Linked DNA regions of Mus musculus: regions 2 and 3 are each linked to region 1. Evidence: chromatin contacts called from public HiChIP or PLAC-seq data. All regions are on one chromosome and are shown on one strand. The core of a region is the stretch at or near the end of the contact, and the rest is flanking DNA. Distances in the headings are between cores, read along the strand shown. Region 1 overlaps Wwtr1 (WW domain containing transcription regulator 1). Region 2 overlaps Tm4sf1 (transmembrane 4 superfamily member 1). Region 3 has its middle 12 kb from the start of Mir6377.

Evidence for each region. HiChIP or PLAC-seq counts read pairs in DNA pulled down with a chosen protein or histone mark.
Region 2: an H3K27ac HiChIP or PLAC-seq map of embryonic stem cells shows a contact between it and region 1, with 10 read pairs. The contact joins two enhancer-like sites. A contact is called at or near these places in 1 of 15 datasets of contacts at CTCF or cohesin (the NIH/3T3 cell line), 2 of 115 datasets of contacts at active chromatin or transcription factors (embryonic stem cells and heart atrium) and 1 of 9 other capture datasets (liver).
Region 3: a contact with region 1 is called in an H3K27ac HiChIP or PLAC-seq map of heart atrium, with 5 read pairs. The contact joins two enhancer-like sites. A contact is called at or near these places in 4 of 39 promoter capture datasets (the 3T3-L1 cell line, hippocampal neurons and liver), 2 of 15 datasets of contacts at CTCF or cohesin (the NIH/3T3 cell line and liver), 42 of 484 Hi-C or Micro-C datasets (the 3T3-L1 cell line, 3T3-L1-derived adipocytes, the C10 cell line and 26 more), 13 of 115 datasets of contacts at active chromatin or transcription factors (bone marrow-derived dendritic cells, embryonic basal ganglia, embryonic fibroblasts and 9 more) and 4 of 9 other capture datasets (adipose tissue, embryonic stem cells, liver and 1 more).

Annotation. Positions count from the first base shown.
Region 1 is chr3:57,467,727-57,472,444 of GRCm38.p6, forward strand. All of the region lies in intron 4 of Wwtr1 (WW domain containing transcription regulator 1), which reads right to left. Among named protein-coding and RNA genes, the nearest start is that of Tm4sf4, 45 kb to the left of the region's middle. Within about 2 kb of position 2,680, at least 141 of the 459 cell types and tissues checked have an H3K27ac peak or open chromatin away from gene starts, as enhancers often do. A contact at or near this core is called in adipose tissue, embryonic stem cells and heart atrium, where this site is marked.
Region 2 is chr3:57,286,494-57,291,211 of GRCm38.p6, forward strand. It overlaps Tm4sf1 (transmembrane 4 superfamily member 1), which reads right to left. Exons shown (of 7, transcript NM_008536.4): 6 at 3,196-3,376; 7 at 1-1,277. The coding sequence ends at 1,263. Among named protein-coding and RNA genes, the nearest start is that of Tm4sf1, 13 kb to the right of the region's middle. Within about 2 kb of position 2,683, at least 60 of the 459 cell types and tissues checked have an H3K27ac peak or open chromatin away from gene starts, as enhancers often do. A contact at or near this core is called in embryonic stem cells and heart atrium, where this site is marked.
Region 3 is chr3:57,602,093-57,606,810 of GRCm38.p6, forward strand. No RefSeq gene overlaps it. Among named protein-coding and RNA genes, the nearest start is that of Mir6377, 12 kb to the right of the region's middle. Within about 2 kb of position 2,694, at least 17 of the 459 cell types and tissues checked have an H3K27ac peak or open chromatin away from gene starts, as enhancers often do. A contact at or near this core is called in adipose tissue and heart atrium, where this site is marked.

The DNA.
Region 1 (4,718 bases), core at 1,430-3,929:
TAAGAGTTTCCTCCTAGTCACCTTTCACCTTTGAAAGATTAAATCAGAATGTGAAAATTCATCACAAGGCTAAGAAAACTTACACTGCCTAAAATTAGGTTTAACTATAGAGTGGTGAGAGTTGTATTTTATAATATAATAGTTCTACATTTAGAACTTTTAAAATTCTACCTGCCTGGTTTCCCACTGTTGTGTTTTGTTTTTATTTTGTCAAGTTGACACACGTTAAAGTCATCTGGAAAGAGGAATCTCAGTTGAGAAAGTGCCTCCATCAGATAGCTGACAGGAGAGTCTTTGGAGCATTTTCTTGGTGGGAGGACAGCCTAGCTCACTGAGGGCAGGGCAGGACTACCCTAGGTAGGAGGTCTTAGGTTATACAAGAAAGCAGGCTGACTGAGTAAGCCAGACAACACATTCTTACAGGCCAGGCTCCTGCCTGTAGGTTCCTGCCCTGCCCTGCCCTGCCCTCCCGCAGGTGATGGGATAAATATAAGATGGAATAAAGCCCATCCTTCCCAGGTTGCTCTTTTGTCATGGTGTTTTATCATAGCAACAGAAACCCAAGTAAGACAGTCCTGTTTTGAAAGGTTAAAAAAAAAATCCCCATATCTGCCCACAAATTTGGGGGGTGGGGGACAATACCAAAGGCTAAAAATAAAGGACCAACCTCCCCAGTATGTCCTTATCAAAACTGGGTAATTAAAGTCTAGATCAGAATGCTTTTGACTGTCACCTGATAGCTGAAGCCCTTCTATAAGCAAAAGGGCAATCATCCACCTTTACCTCAACCATGAAGAGTGCTCAAAACTAATTATCATCCTCTCTCGTCTTGGCAGGTGTGCTGGTTAGTTTACGTCATCCTACACAAACTAGAGTCACCTGGGAAGAGAAGCTTGCATCTGTAAGACTGGCCTGTGGGCAGACCTGTGGGGCACTTTCTTGATTGATGACAGATGTGGGAGTGCAAGCTGAGCGGCCTAGTGGAGAACATTCCTCCATGGTTCTTGCCTCGGTTCTTGCTTTGGGCTCCTCCAGCCTTGGCTTCTTCCTTAAAGGATGGACTGTAGCTGGTAAGACACTCTTTTCTCCTTCAAGCTGCTTCAGGTATTTTATCACGGCAACAGAAAGGCTAACTATTGTGGTCTATTCACAGGGCACCACAAGCCCTGTCTAAAACAGGCCTCTGATTTCTCCACATCTCAGTACTTCAGGTCTCTCTTCCTCCAAACACATCTTACCCAGCTTTAGTATTTAGGTTATACAGCCACAGTGATGTAAGTTAAAATAGCACCAAACCTGCCCAATCTAGGCCTATAGCTTGTAAATAAAATACCAGGATTGTGTGTCTTTTACACAGACTAGCTAGAATAGAAAAACACCAATTACAAGATTCTAGACAGACAATCACAAAGAATAGACAATGGACAGGCATTAGGATGTTCATCTAACCCCTATATTGCTGTTCTCTGGTCTTACATCCATCTCCAGGAACATCATTACTTCTGCAATTACTCCAGCTGACTTCCCTGCCATGCCATCAAGCCGTGTGTCAGGCGTTGGGCAGGTCTATCAGTGCTTTCACCAAGCCACACAATGCATGAGCATGACCACTGGAGAATATCGGGTCTTCGAGGAGTCAGGATATCACAAAACTCAAAGGCCTCGCAATGGCTCTTAAGCTACTAGTGAACTACAAGATCCCTCCAGTCACAGATTTGTGGCAGACAGAATGAAGAAATTTCTAGTTGTAATCAGGTAAGGTACTGGCTACTTCTCAGTTCTGTGGGCTATTTGCCAGTGGAATTCTCAAGAAGTAGTTAAGGATGCTGTTGAACCTGTCCTGAGCTTGGCATAACAGAAAGCAGTGATGCAATGCAGAGAAGAGGACTTTAAAATCACAAGAGTTCAAATCCCAGGTCAGTTACAATAGAGCTGTGAAATTTTAAACTAAATTCTTTTTTTAAATTATTTTTTTAATTTAAAGCTGGAGAGATGGCTCAGCAGTTAAGAGCACTGACTGCTCTTCCGAAGGTCCTGAGTTCAAATCCCAGCAACCACATGGTGGCTCACAATCATCTGTAATGAGATCTGACGCCCTCTTCTGGGGTGTCTGAACACAGCTATAGTGTACTTACATATAATAAATAAATAAATCTTTAAAAATTTTAATTTAAAAAATGCTATTTATTTATTTTTACATGTATGGGTTGGGGGGGTTGTTTGTTTGCCTGCAGGTATGTTTGTTCACCAAATGTGTGCAGTGCCTAAGCTATTCAAAAAAGAAGATGGGGGACCCCCTTGGAACTAGCATAAGAGCTGGTTTTAAACTACCATGTGAGTACTGAGGTCTGAACTCTGGGTCTTTGGACAAGCAGTCAGTGCTCTTAAACATCTCTGCAGCCCCTTGGACTAAATCCTTGACAGTTCATTTAAGATGCTTTATGAAGCATCTTGTTGGACATAGATCAAAGAACACAGTGAGACAAACAATAGAAGGTGTCATGGACGGCACAGAAAGATTTGCGAGGCAAAGAGACTTGACTAGACTTTGCAAAAAAAACATGTGAAGCCTGAACACAGGACTCCATTAACTTAGTTTACTGATGAGGAAACAGGGCCAGAGAGAGTTAAGTGGTTTTCCCAGAGCCCTGTAGCTAACAGCAGGTGGAGCCAGTGTCTAAATCCAGGCAGTTTGACCTCTGAGGCTATTCCGGTAATTTCCACAGACAGTACCAGGGAGAAGGCAGTGAGGACTGAAGTTGGCAGGCCTCAAATTCAAACCCTTTCACCTACTACTGGAGATGAAACTTGGGCAAGTTACTTCATTTCTCTGATCCTGTTTTCCCAGCTATAAAATGGAAATACCAACCCCATGACCTCATTCAGCTTGTTTAGAAGAGAACTTAACGAACCAGCCTATTCAACAGCACTGAGCACAGTTTTTCCTCCCCGAGCCGGGAGGAAGATGGGATTGGAAATGTTTTATGATCCTTTTCGATGTATATGGGTGGAGCTAGTATCCCGGGAATTCACACCACATTTAGCAAAGTTTTAAGGTTCGGTTTTAAAGGCCAGTCTCAGAAAGTTCTGAAAAGCTGCAGCCCTCCCTCCTCCTGCCCCCAACATTTCTTCACATACAAGCTGGGAATGGAAACCCTTTGTAAAACAGAGTCTTTGGAGTGAGTTACTGGTAATCTGTTAGCTCCCTTAAACAACAAAACCAAACGTCATTTATGGATTCAAAAGGCACCCTCCTAGGGCTGAGAAGCTGTGCGGTGGACGCAGAGGATAATGAAAGGCAGAGACAATTTGTGAGTTAAGAAGTTCTGGAAGCTTCCTCCCCTCTAGTTCCCCCACTGGCCTGCAGCTCTGTGGAATAAATCAACAGAAGAAGCTAGAAAGTAAAAGGCAATGGAGAGCGGGGCCTGGCTCCGAGTGAGTGTTTTTGGCTCGCAGGGCACCTCCCACCAGCCAGCTCCTGCCTCGGCTGGAATGTACTTCAAAGGGAGCTAACTGAATGATAATAACCTCTTCTGAGGGTGCTCAGCTTGATTTAAGTGTGTAGCCGGGATTCTACAAAAATGGAAGACCGAATTGTTTTAATTATGAAGGGTGGGGCGAGTAGAAACAAATGAAATGAAAGCGGTATTTTAAAATCCCACCGTTAAAGCGGCTATTTCAGTGCAGAGGTGCAGCTCACTCTTTCTTTCTCAAAGCCACGGAGACTGCAGAGGCAGACTGCCTGGGAAGAGGGGGGGTGGGGGGGGATCTGGTGTCAATCTCTTTTGTTGAAAGCCTGTACCAATCGATTCTAGAAATTCACTGCCACATTTCCTGGAGTGTCTCTTTGAAACACCTCGCACACACTCAGCTGCCAGACTGGCTCTAGAAAAGTGCAGATTCGAAACTCTGATACTTTGGAGGAAACATTTGTTGAGTCTGTAATTATTATCCAAAGCCTGTTATCGCCTAAGAATCACTTGAAGGAAGGAAAAATGTAGATATACTTCTGACTTAAACAAAAATGTAAAGTAGATTTTTTGAAATGGAATACTTCCTCATGCCTCTGTGATCTCATTTTCCTTAGTACAAAATAAGCCTCCAGTTTAAAACAATGACCAATTTGTTTTCGAAAGGACTTTTTATTATGAACATATTTATTTAAAGGGACAAGTACGTATCACGGAAGAGGTTGGTTTGGAGTGATGGAGCCGGGGAGTCTTTTCTAAAAAGATTTGAACTGGCACCCTTTTTCTTTTCTTCCCATTTCCACCCTTACCCGGACCAAAGACTCATCATGTAGCTCTGGTTAGCCAGAATTTGCTATGTAGACCAGGCTGACCTGTAGCAGGCAGTGGTCCTTTGCTTCCAGAGCGCTAACCTACGAGATAGACATACACTACCTTCCTTTGTGGGGGAACACAATAGACGCCCTCAACTCCTAGACAAATTCACCACTTTCCATCCCAACATGTGTGATAAGAACATGTGTTGAGTAAATATATGAATGGATGAACTTAAAACAGCCATCTTACTACAGATGACTTAGGGATATATGGTGAACGTAGGACAACAGGACCAGTCAAATGCCTTAGTCAACCCTGAAACCTAACTCTACAGTGTGCTTTCCTAATAACTATACCTCATGTTCCAAGGGCTATGTAGCAGCCACTGATTGCCCTATACGCTTTGCTAGGTATGTTTTTAAGTTCTGAAAA
Region 2 (4,718 bases), core at 1,433-3,932, 180 kb before region 1:
GGTGTAATTTGTGCACCAAGAGAGAAAAACATACTACCTTACCCAGGACTTTGATAACTGGAGCACCCAGCAGAAAGAAAGATATCTAGCTGATTTGAGAGCCTCGAGGGATAGCATAGCCATGGTTATCTGTTGATAGAAAAGGCAGAAGAGGGGATAAGGCAGGGAAAGCAGGAGAGAGGACCCAGAGGAAAGCAAGACCTTGGCATAGATGCTACCCAACCTGTAGACCACAGGTCACTGAGAGGGAGGGAAAAACAGAAGCTGTGAACAATGACATTGGCTTGTCCTACTGAGTGTATTCACTGTGTGTAACCTTTCAAATCAAATTCTATTAAGTTAGAAACCAGATCTCCAGACCCAGAAGCCTGTACTCTGAAAACGTCTTTTGTCTTCCAGGAAAGGTAATAGATCTTTCTATGTGTTAGGAAGAAGTCCTCTCTACGTGACTCCGATAAATTGCCTGATGAGAGAGGGTGTCACTTCAGACGTAAAACTAAAGCCACAGCTGAATGGTATTGAATACTTAATTTTATGCTCAGAAGCAAGCTTGGGAAGCATTCCCCTGTGAGCTTCCTGACCCTGCCCCACCTCTCTTCTGTTTTCCCACCATTTCTCATTTTCCTTGTCTAACTATCCTGACCTTCCTCTTTACAGAAACAGTCTTTGTCTTTGAAAGGCAAAAAGGTTTCTACAAGCTGCACAACTTCAGCCTTGAGTAGTGTTTCACAGACATTGTCAGTATTATATATTTCCTCTCCCATACTTGGGTTAGCACGCTCTCAATGAGATTTCCGAATCCAGGTAAGAGAAAATCTCACTTCAGAGGGTTTCTTAGAGACTCATTCACATACAAATGGGAAACAGCATATGAACAGTAAAATATATCTTTCTTGTTTTTCTTTTTTTTTTATTTTGGTCCTTCTTGGTCTTAAAAAGGAAATCGGAGATCTTTTATTTAAAAAAAAATGCACATATGCACAATAGTTAGCTCTGATTTTTATCTCAAACACTGAAGAGTTTATCTCAGCTATGCTGAGAACAGTCCTTAAGTCTGTAAAATCCCTTCGGAGAGAGTGCAGTTTGCTGCCTTGTTTGTTTTGTGAATGTAAACACTGACATCATGTGATGACGTCAGCACATTTCCTTACAAAAGCAGAAAGGGTAGGATGTGGCACAAGGTGCAAAGTCTCACAACACAGGGAAAATATACAAATTACAGTGAAATACAGGAAGCACGCCCTTCTGTCTTGTGTTCTTTTTTAGCAGTTATATTGCTGTAAAGAAAATAAAATTTACATTAGCTTATTACCAGTGACAACACAAAATGCACAGTCTTATTCAAAGCAAACATAACATAGAATAATTTTTTTTTCATCAAAACTAGGCCCGCCACACCATTAGGGATCAGACAGAGCTCACAAAATGTTTCCCAAACAAACCAGACCCACTTACTTCCCCAGGAAAATTTACAGAAAGTGTTCATGGAAACTTCAGGATACTGACACAGAATTGGCTTGTAGTGTGTTTGTGTTGGGTCGCAATTCTTGGGGAGTAACTTAAAATAATGCCGTGGGAATTTCCCACTGGTGTGGGGTTACCCTAGTTAACCTTTCAAATCAAATGCTACCAAGTTAGGAGTCAGCTCTCCTAAACTAAATCCCCTGTCCTGAGAGAGCACCTTTTGTCTTGCAAACAAAGGTCATAGATCTTTCGAAATGTTAAGAAACAGCACTTTCTACAGTGACTCTGACCACAGACCACATGCTTGCCTCCACCTCAGGAAGTTATCTCTCCTCACAAAACACAGAACCAATTTTGTCCACCTACTTACTCCTTACGCCTATGCCCCAAATGCCCCAGCACCAAAGGCCAGCAGCAGCTGAGTTTATTCTCTGCTTTGTCTGCGTTTCAAGGAACAGCATAGGTTTGCGTTTAGGAATCAATCTCAAAGGTTGATTTTGTTCTTCCCCTCAGTTGCCTTACAAAAAACAATGCCATACAAAAGTTTTCCCACTAGGCTGTTTTCCTGGAAATTTGGCAGGATCCCAAAGAAATTCTTAACCTTGTGGATTTGCCTGATAGATAAAGCTAGAAATAAATTGTAACTTCCTCTCAAAATGAATAAAACTTTCCCATATATTTATAGCAAAGGGTTTCCCAGTAGCCCTGACTTTTAGTTTCTATTAGGTTTTATTTGTTTGCTGGTTTTTTATTTTTATATTTGCGGGGGGGGGGGTGTTGTTTTGTTTTGGTTTTGTTTTGCCTTATTTCCAAGGAAAGTCAAAAGACATTGAATTAGGAGATAAATGGAATGAAATAGAAAATATAAGTGAAATAAGTTTACTTTATCTTGTCTTAAATAATAAGACATAAAACAGCAACTTCCCAAAATGGGCCGATTTTAACTTCCCATCTGTTCAATAATATATGATTTATAGAGACATAGAAAAAATATTTCAATAAAACAGAAAAAAAAATAACTTTCTCTGTTACAAACAAGTGGATATTTCATTCCTGAGTCATATCCACAGGAAATGAGAGCTTCCTGGCTTTCTTTCACATAGAGTTTCTTTCACAAGGACATTCAAAGGCTAATAATTGCACTCCATGCTTACAGAGTAAGGGTAAGGCATTTTTGTTATTCCTTATTAGGAAAGAATTACAGGGAACCAAACAGGACAGGAAATGCAGCACCAAGGTTAAGAGGAAGGGCTTGGGCATAAAATAACTGAGGAGTTGAAGTCTGTTACCTCCTGAGTAAGTGAACTTAAGCATCTTGTTCAGTGCTTGAGTTGAGCATGTGAATGGGGAGTGAGACGAGTGCTACATCTTATGGAATCAGTGTTGGGTACTATTCCTGTGTACTTAGGAACATGAAGGTTAAGTATCTTGACACTCATACCTGTAACCAGAGCTGGGTGGGTGGAACATACAGGGGACTTGACTTGAAGGAGGAACTGTGTCTATAGGCAAGTGTTTCTGTGCCCACAGAATGATCTACAAGCCAAGACGACTTAGTCTGTGAGACTCAGTACTGTAGCCAAAATTGAATGTAAGAAATGCCTCCCCACAAAGATGAAGTGAGAGTAGGTTCTAGTTTGTTGCCTGTGCCTGGTTTTGCCTTTACGGAGAAGAATGGGGCCTTGTTGCCACTACAGGGCTAGACCTCCACACAGTCCCACAAGTTCTCACCTGTTGGCGAGAGCAGCAATAGCCACATAAGCCTCCAAGCATTCCATTTATTACTTGAATGAGACACAAGATGAATTCAACTGCGGCAAAAGCCAAGAGGATAGAAAATAGAGTCACATGCCACTCCACAATATGCTTGGGCTCATAGCACTTGGACCACATAGAGGAATTCAGAAGGTACCTGTGGACAGAAGAGGAACTTCAGACACGTGGCCACAGTTTAAGAGGATATCTCATAACTTGCCTTTATTGTTTAGAGATTTTCATTCAGAAACATGGAAATGAATTAACACAATGTTATGTGCTAGCTACACCGTTCCAACAAATGGAAGGGTTTAGCCCAAAGATTATCCCAATGATAAACATAAAATTAAAACACAAATTTTGACACCAATCTAGGATTCTGTGGTTAAAAAATTCACACATGAGAGATTTTTATATTCTTTAAAAGACATATGACTTCTTGTGAGAAAGAAAAGCAAACATATATTAGCATCATGATTAACACCATGTCTTGTATCATATGGCTGTGAACTAAAAGTAAAAATGGAAAAATGGAAACAATTCAGGCTGGGGTAGTAAACTTACAAAGCATATTTCTGTTCTGTTACCCAGGTTTATCATTGCTTAATCTTTGTCTATGAGCAAGCTATTGAGTAAATTTTTTATTTGGAAAATATATTTTACAGTATACTTTAAACTTTGGGATCTTAATTATCACTTTATTAAGATATTAAGCACTTTCCTCTTTTGAAAAGTATCCAAATTCTGCCAAGTTAAAACTCAAGAGGCTTTCATTTTCAAATGAAATTTGTTGATATAAATTGTTTTTAAATTTTTAAGCAAAAAGTTAATTCCCAATAGAAAGTAGAAGGATTTGAGTTCAGCCTCTTTACTTTCATGATATCATGCTCTGTAGCAATGAAGAGCACCTTTTATTCAGTTATTAGACCAAGATGGCTGATCTGCTGCTGTGTGAGTGCAACATTGAGCTAGAGCTGCACCGTAAGGAGCATTCTGTTCTGAAAGAACATGGACTCCAGCAGAAGAACACGGATTGAGAACATCAATGCCAAGTATGGGGATCAGGGAAACAAAGTGAAAGGCTACCATCAAAAAAAAACCTTCCCAAGAGAAGACCTGTTTATACCCACTCTGCAAGGCTCAGTTCCATGCAGGCAGGGGCAGGGCCTATTCTTCTTACACCCAGCTACCAGCACAGTATCTGGGACATTGTGTATGTTTAAAAATCACAGAATGATAAATAACACCCTGAACTCTCCTTGTTAAAAAATCACCAGACCATATTAAGGTCATATGTGACTTTATATATACACAACGTGAGAAATTTCTTCTCGCACATGTGTGTGTGTGTGTGTGTGTGTGTGTGTATGTGTGTATGTAGATACATACATACATACATACATACAAACATAGGCATGCCTTGGATCTCTTTCCTAGCATGTCAGCCACTGCTACTCCAGAGTAGAATTTGGATTCCCCGTAAAGTAGGATTCAATCAT
Region 3 (4,718 bases), core at 1,444-3,943, 130 kb after region 1:
ATATAACAAGAAAAATGGTTAGAAATTTCAAATATAAAAAACAAAATTTAAGGGCAGTGGTGGCACACTCCTTTAATTCCAGCAATTGGGAGGCAGAGGCAGGTGGATCTCTGAGTTCGAGACCAGCCTGGTCCACGGGAGTCCCAGGATAGCCAGGGCTATGCAGAGAAACCCTGTCTTGAAAACAAAAACAAACAAACAAACAAACAAACAAACAAACAAAAGTGAAACAGGAGGTAGAATTCTGCAGGGATGCCTAGGAGAAGAATCTTAATTACAAACGAACATGGTAGAATAGGAATTGAAAACAGATGCTCAAAATTTTGTAGGAATGGGTATATTGGAAGACATTTCTTCTTAATCCAGCATGAGAAATGTTGTTTTGTTTTCTATCAAAAGTAGCTTGTCTCTCAGGGACTAATATTCTGTAGATCTTCTCCATTTTAATCTCTCTCACCTAGTGAAACTTTTATGCAGATCTTTTAATGTCTCCCATCTGGTAAAGTTTGTGTTTACATAGACACTCCCCCCCCCTCAACACACACACATAGCCCCCACTATCTCTCACCCCCCACCCCAGCTCCTGCAGTTGAGCCCTTGCCCCTTTCCTTCATTTTCTTCGTACTAATTCTTTTAAAATTAGCCAATCATGAAGACTGTGAAGTTGGACTCCAGCCAATGGGGAAGAGGTACAGGCACCGCCTTAATAAAAATCAAGCGACCTTAATTAGAATAGAAGTCAAGCGAACTTCCTGTCCCTGTGTGTGACCTAGCCTGGTTTTGGGTCTGGTGTGTCATTTTTTGTAAGAATAAGTTGCCTTGCTAAGTAACTTGCCTGCTTTGTTTGACACTAAGGTTATCAAGAAAGTCATGCTAAAGGTGGCTAACTAGAAGTCAAGAATGCTTCTAACACAATAGAGCTGTCATGGTCCTCACAGCAATCCATAGACAAAAATAACTACCACATGCTCTAGTTACACACACTTAAGGTGAGGAGACAGGCTAGAATTCAACACTAAAACTTTTTCTTGGGTTCTTTCATGCCATTGAAAAATAATATTTATAAAGCCTTTGGGTGTGATGGTACATGCCTTTAACCCCAGCACTCAAGAGGCAAAGACAGGCGTGTATCTCTGAGTCCCAGCCTAGCCTGCTCTACAGAGCAAGTTCCAGGATAGCCCACCAGGATTTCACAGGAAAACCCTGTCTTGAAAAACCAAAACCAAACAAACAAATAAAAAGTAAACATTTCAGTCTGCCCATTAGTGATGCCCAGGTCTGCCTTTTATTTATTCATTTTTTGAGAGCATGGGTGTATGTGTGTGTGTGTGTGTGTGTGTGTGTGTGTGTGTGTGTGTGTGTGTGTGTGAGATTCTTGCCACACTGGGGATAGATCCAAAAGGCCTCCTGTGTGTTAGGCAATCATGTTAGCAGCGAGCGAGTTTTATTTCTGACCTTCTCCTATCCTTTTTTAATTAAGACAGTTGAATGAAGAAAAAAAAAAAAAAGAAAGAAAGAAATTAAATGGAAAGGAAAGCACATGACTGCTTGTAGGTATGGTAGAGGAGAGCGTTTATTATAGATATTATTTATTATTATTATTATAGAAGGGAGACAGAGCCAGAAGCAACATCTGGGAAAGCCCAGAGTGCTCATGACACTGGACCATGTGGGAAAAGGAGGAGGAGGAGGAGGAGGAGGGTGAGAGAGGATCCAAGTACAGCACCCACGGGGCCAAAGGAACAAAGGGATCAAAAGAGGAACTGAGAGGGGGTAATCAAAATATCTATATTATATAGGGAAGATCTTTTGGAGGAAGGGCAGCCCAACCCTTGGGCTCAAGAGTTCGGGGAACAGATATGCCAGCTATACCCTGTGGCAGGCAAGGACTGAGGGATGCTGGGAGAACCTGGAGGCTTTGATATGCTAACAAAGGTCCACCTTGATATGCTAAATAAGCACCTGTCTTCTCTCGTTGATTTACTCTGCTTTATTAATTATTACCCAGGGAGAGAGTGTGGAAATCAGAGGACAACCTTTGGGAGTCAGTTCCCCACTAGGGGGTCAATCAGGCTTGTGTCACAAGTACTGAGCCCTCTTCTTCACTTTTCCAACTTCTTAGAGACAGAGATTATGGGTGAACAAAAAGTATTTTATGTGTTTATAATTTGAGAGAGAGAGATCAGGAAGGGAGGAAGATCATACTAATGCTACTATAAAATAAGACTTGGTTCATTGTGCTTTTAGAAAAGTATATCTTGGCTAGCTGGCAGGAAGCTTTCTGGAAAGGAAGGTCGTGGGGCTGGGGTGGAGCTCAGTGGTAGATTACTCAGTATATGCAAAGCTCTGGGTTTGGTCCACATCATCTTGCTGGGGGTGGAGGTGCGGATGACAAAAATGAATGTATTTTAAAAAGAAAGAAAAGGAAAGCTTTTAGGGGAAGGGTCCAAAAGAAAGTGGCAATGCTTTCATTTTAATTGGCTTTCTGCTCTAATGCTCAGTGGTGTGAATGCTCAAAATGCGACAGAGTTTGCAAACTTTTATAAGTTGTCCTGGCAGCCATCTTTATTACACAAGCCAACCCCACCCCCTGCTGATTTTTCCATATTAACATACTTCCATTGTTCTCCATTGGGCCGGCAGTAACTTTAACTCTCTTCCAGATGTTTCCTGACATCAGCATTCAAGATGTGCTGGCCAGATGTCTTTAGAATTGCAGGAACTCTGTGCTGTGTATATTAGTTATGCAAATGGAAAAGTGAGGACAAGAAGCCAATATGGAGGATAAAAAGAACAAGGCAGAGACTGGGCCAAGTCTCTACTGGCACATGCACTTGAGTTAGAAAGCCAAGAGAGCAAGCTGTCTTTGATCAAAAGCCTCTAGCAGTCTACTGTCCATATTGAGGGGTTAGTGTCCTCAGTTTCCAGGTCAGGCCTGAGGTTCTGGAAGCTTCCACCATCTATTGGGTAACCATACTGAATATTCACAGATCTAGCAACCACTCTGACCTTTGCTTTACTTTGCTAACAACAATAACATCTTCATAGATCAAAGAACAGTTTCCCCAATGTAGTCCTTAGTAAGTCAGAAGACATTTTAATGGGGAAAAGGGTACAGCAGTCAACTGACTTGAGAAAAACTTAGGCAAAGTTAAACAGGGGCTGGAGAGATAGTTCAATAGTTAAGAGCACTTGTTGCTTCTGTAGAGGACCCATGTTTGATTTTCAGCACCTACATTGTGGTTCACTGTAGGTACTCCTATTACTCTAGTTTCAGGGGATCTGGCACCTCTTCCAGCCTCTGAGGACGCCAGGCACAAACTTGGAGCACAGACGCGCACACAGGCTAAACACTCACGCAATATATATGCTTTCTGTATTATATTATATGTAATCATAACTCATTATATATTACATATATCGTTATAATAACACACACACACACACATTCCTAAGCTTTCTCAGGGCTTCTGCTGCTTGTGTGCACAGTGAAAACTTACAGTAACACTTCTCAAAGTCCCCAGGGCCCAACAGAAAATTCTAGACTAGAGGCCACATAGGTTCTTAGTGCCAACTTACACCCAAGTGAGTATCTTTGCACACCTATATTTAATCAGTCTGTCACTGAATTCACAGTTGTACTTTCTTCTGGCTCAGCTCCAGCTCAGATTTCCTGCGTTATGGGCAACATGACCTGCATTCACCGAAACTGGAATGATACAACTCTGGCCATCTTCCTTTGTCTTTGGCCCCAGGCCCTCTCCATCTATATCATTCTGCTACAAGAGGACAGTGCTCATCTTCTGGGTACTGCTGTGGGTCCATCTTCATCATCTTAAAGTGTGTAGTTCACTAATAATAAGCATATTTGATAGTTTCCAGTTAAAAGCCTACACTTCTTAGTTTCCCTTATGGCCAGAAGTGGGGACTCAAGAGGAAATACACTACAATCATTTTCCATCCTTATAAGGGTCACAGCCATCTGACTCGGAGGGCAATCTCTCATCTTCCTGCATAGCATGGGACATATGGCTCAGTTTCCTGTGGGTAACGTAATAACCTGTCATGGTGTGATCAATAAACATGGTCCTACATGTCTGAGGTCAGATGTGCCTCTCCTTTTCTGCTTTTTCATCTTTTTAAGCTAACCCCCAGCAGTTTCCATCTTGTACACTGGAGGGACTAGGCATTAGATAGATTCCCTGGGAGACCAATAGGGAGAGGTGATAAAAGTGGTCATCTCCCAAGACTTAAGGCGAAAGCTTGGCCAAGTAAACCAAAGGCCTTGCAGGTTCTTCCCGTTTTATCTTTCTTCAAACTGTCCAGTCCAATATTTGAGAGGTAGACTCTTTAGAGACATTAAAAACAAACAAGCAAACAACAAGAACAGCCCTGGAGAAGAGTCTGGATTTTCATCTTTGCAGAGGGTCCTTTTCTCTGTGCGTACTTCCTCACTCCTCTTCAGCTGCTGATTCTCTGCACTCCCATTTGAGGTGTTAGAGATTTCTCCGCTGCCTTAACCCCTACCTCTGTCCCTGGCAGAGACCATATTCCCTTTTCTTCTATGAATCTGATAACAATAACCACTTTGTATAAATTATAGTCAGTGTTTGTATCTTTGTAGCTGGTTTATTATATTTACATAATCTCAAGGTTTATCCTCATTCAGGATTGTCAGAATATCTTAGTTTAATTTTATTTTTAAATTATTTTATGTG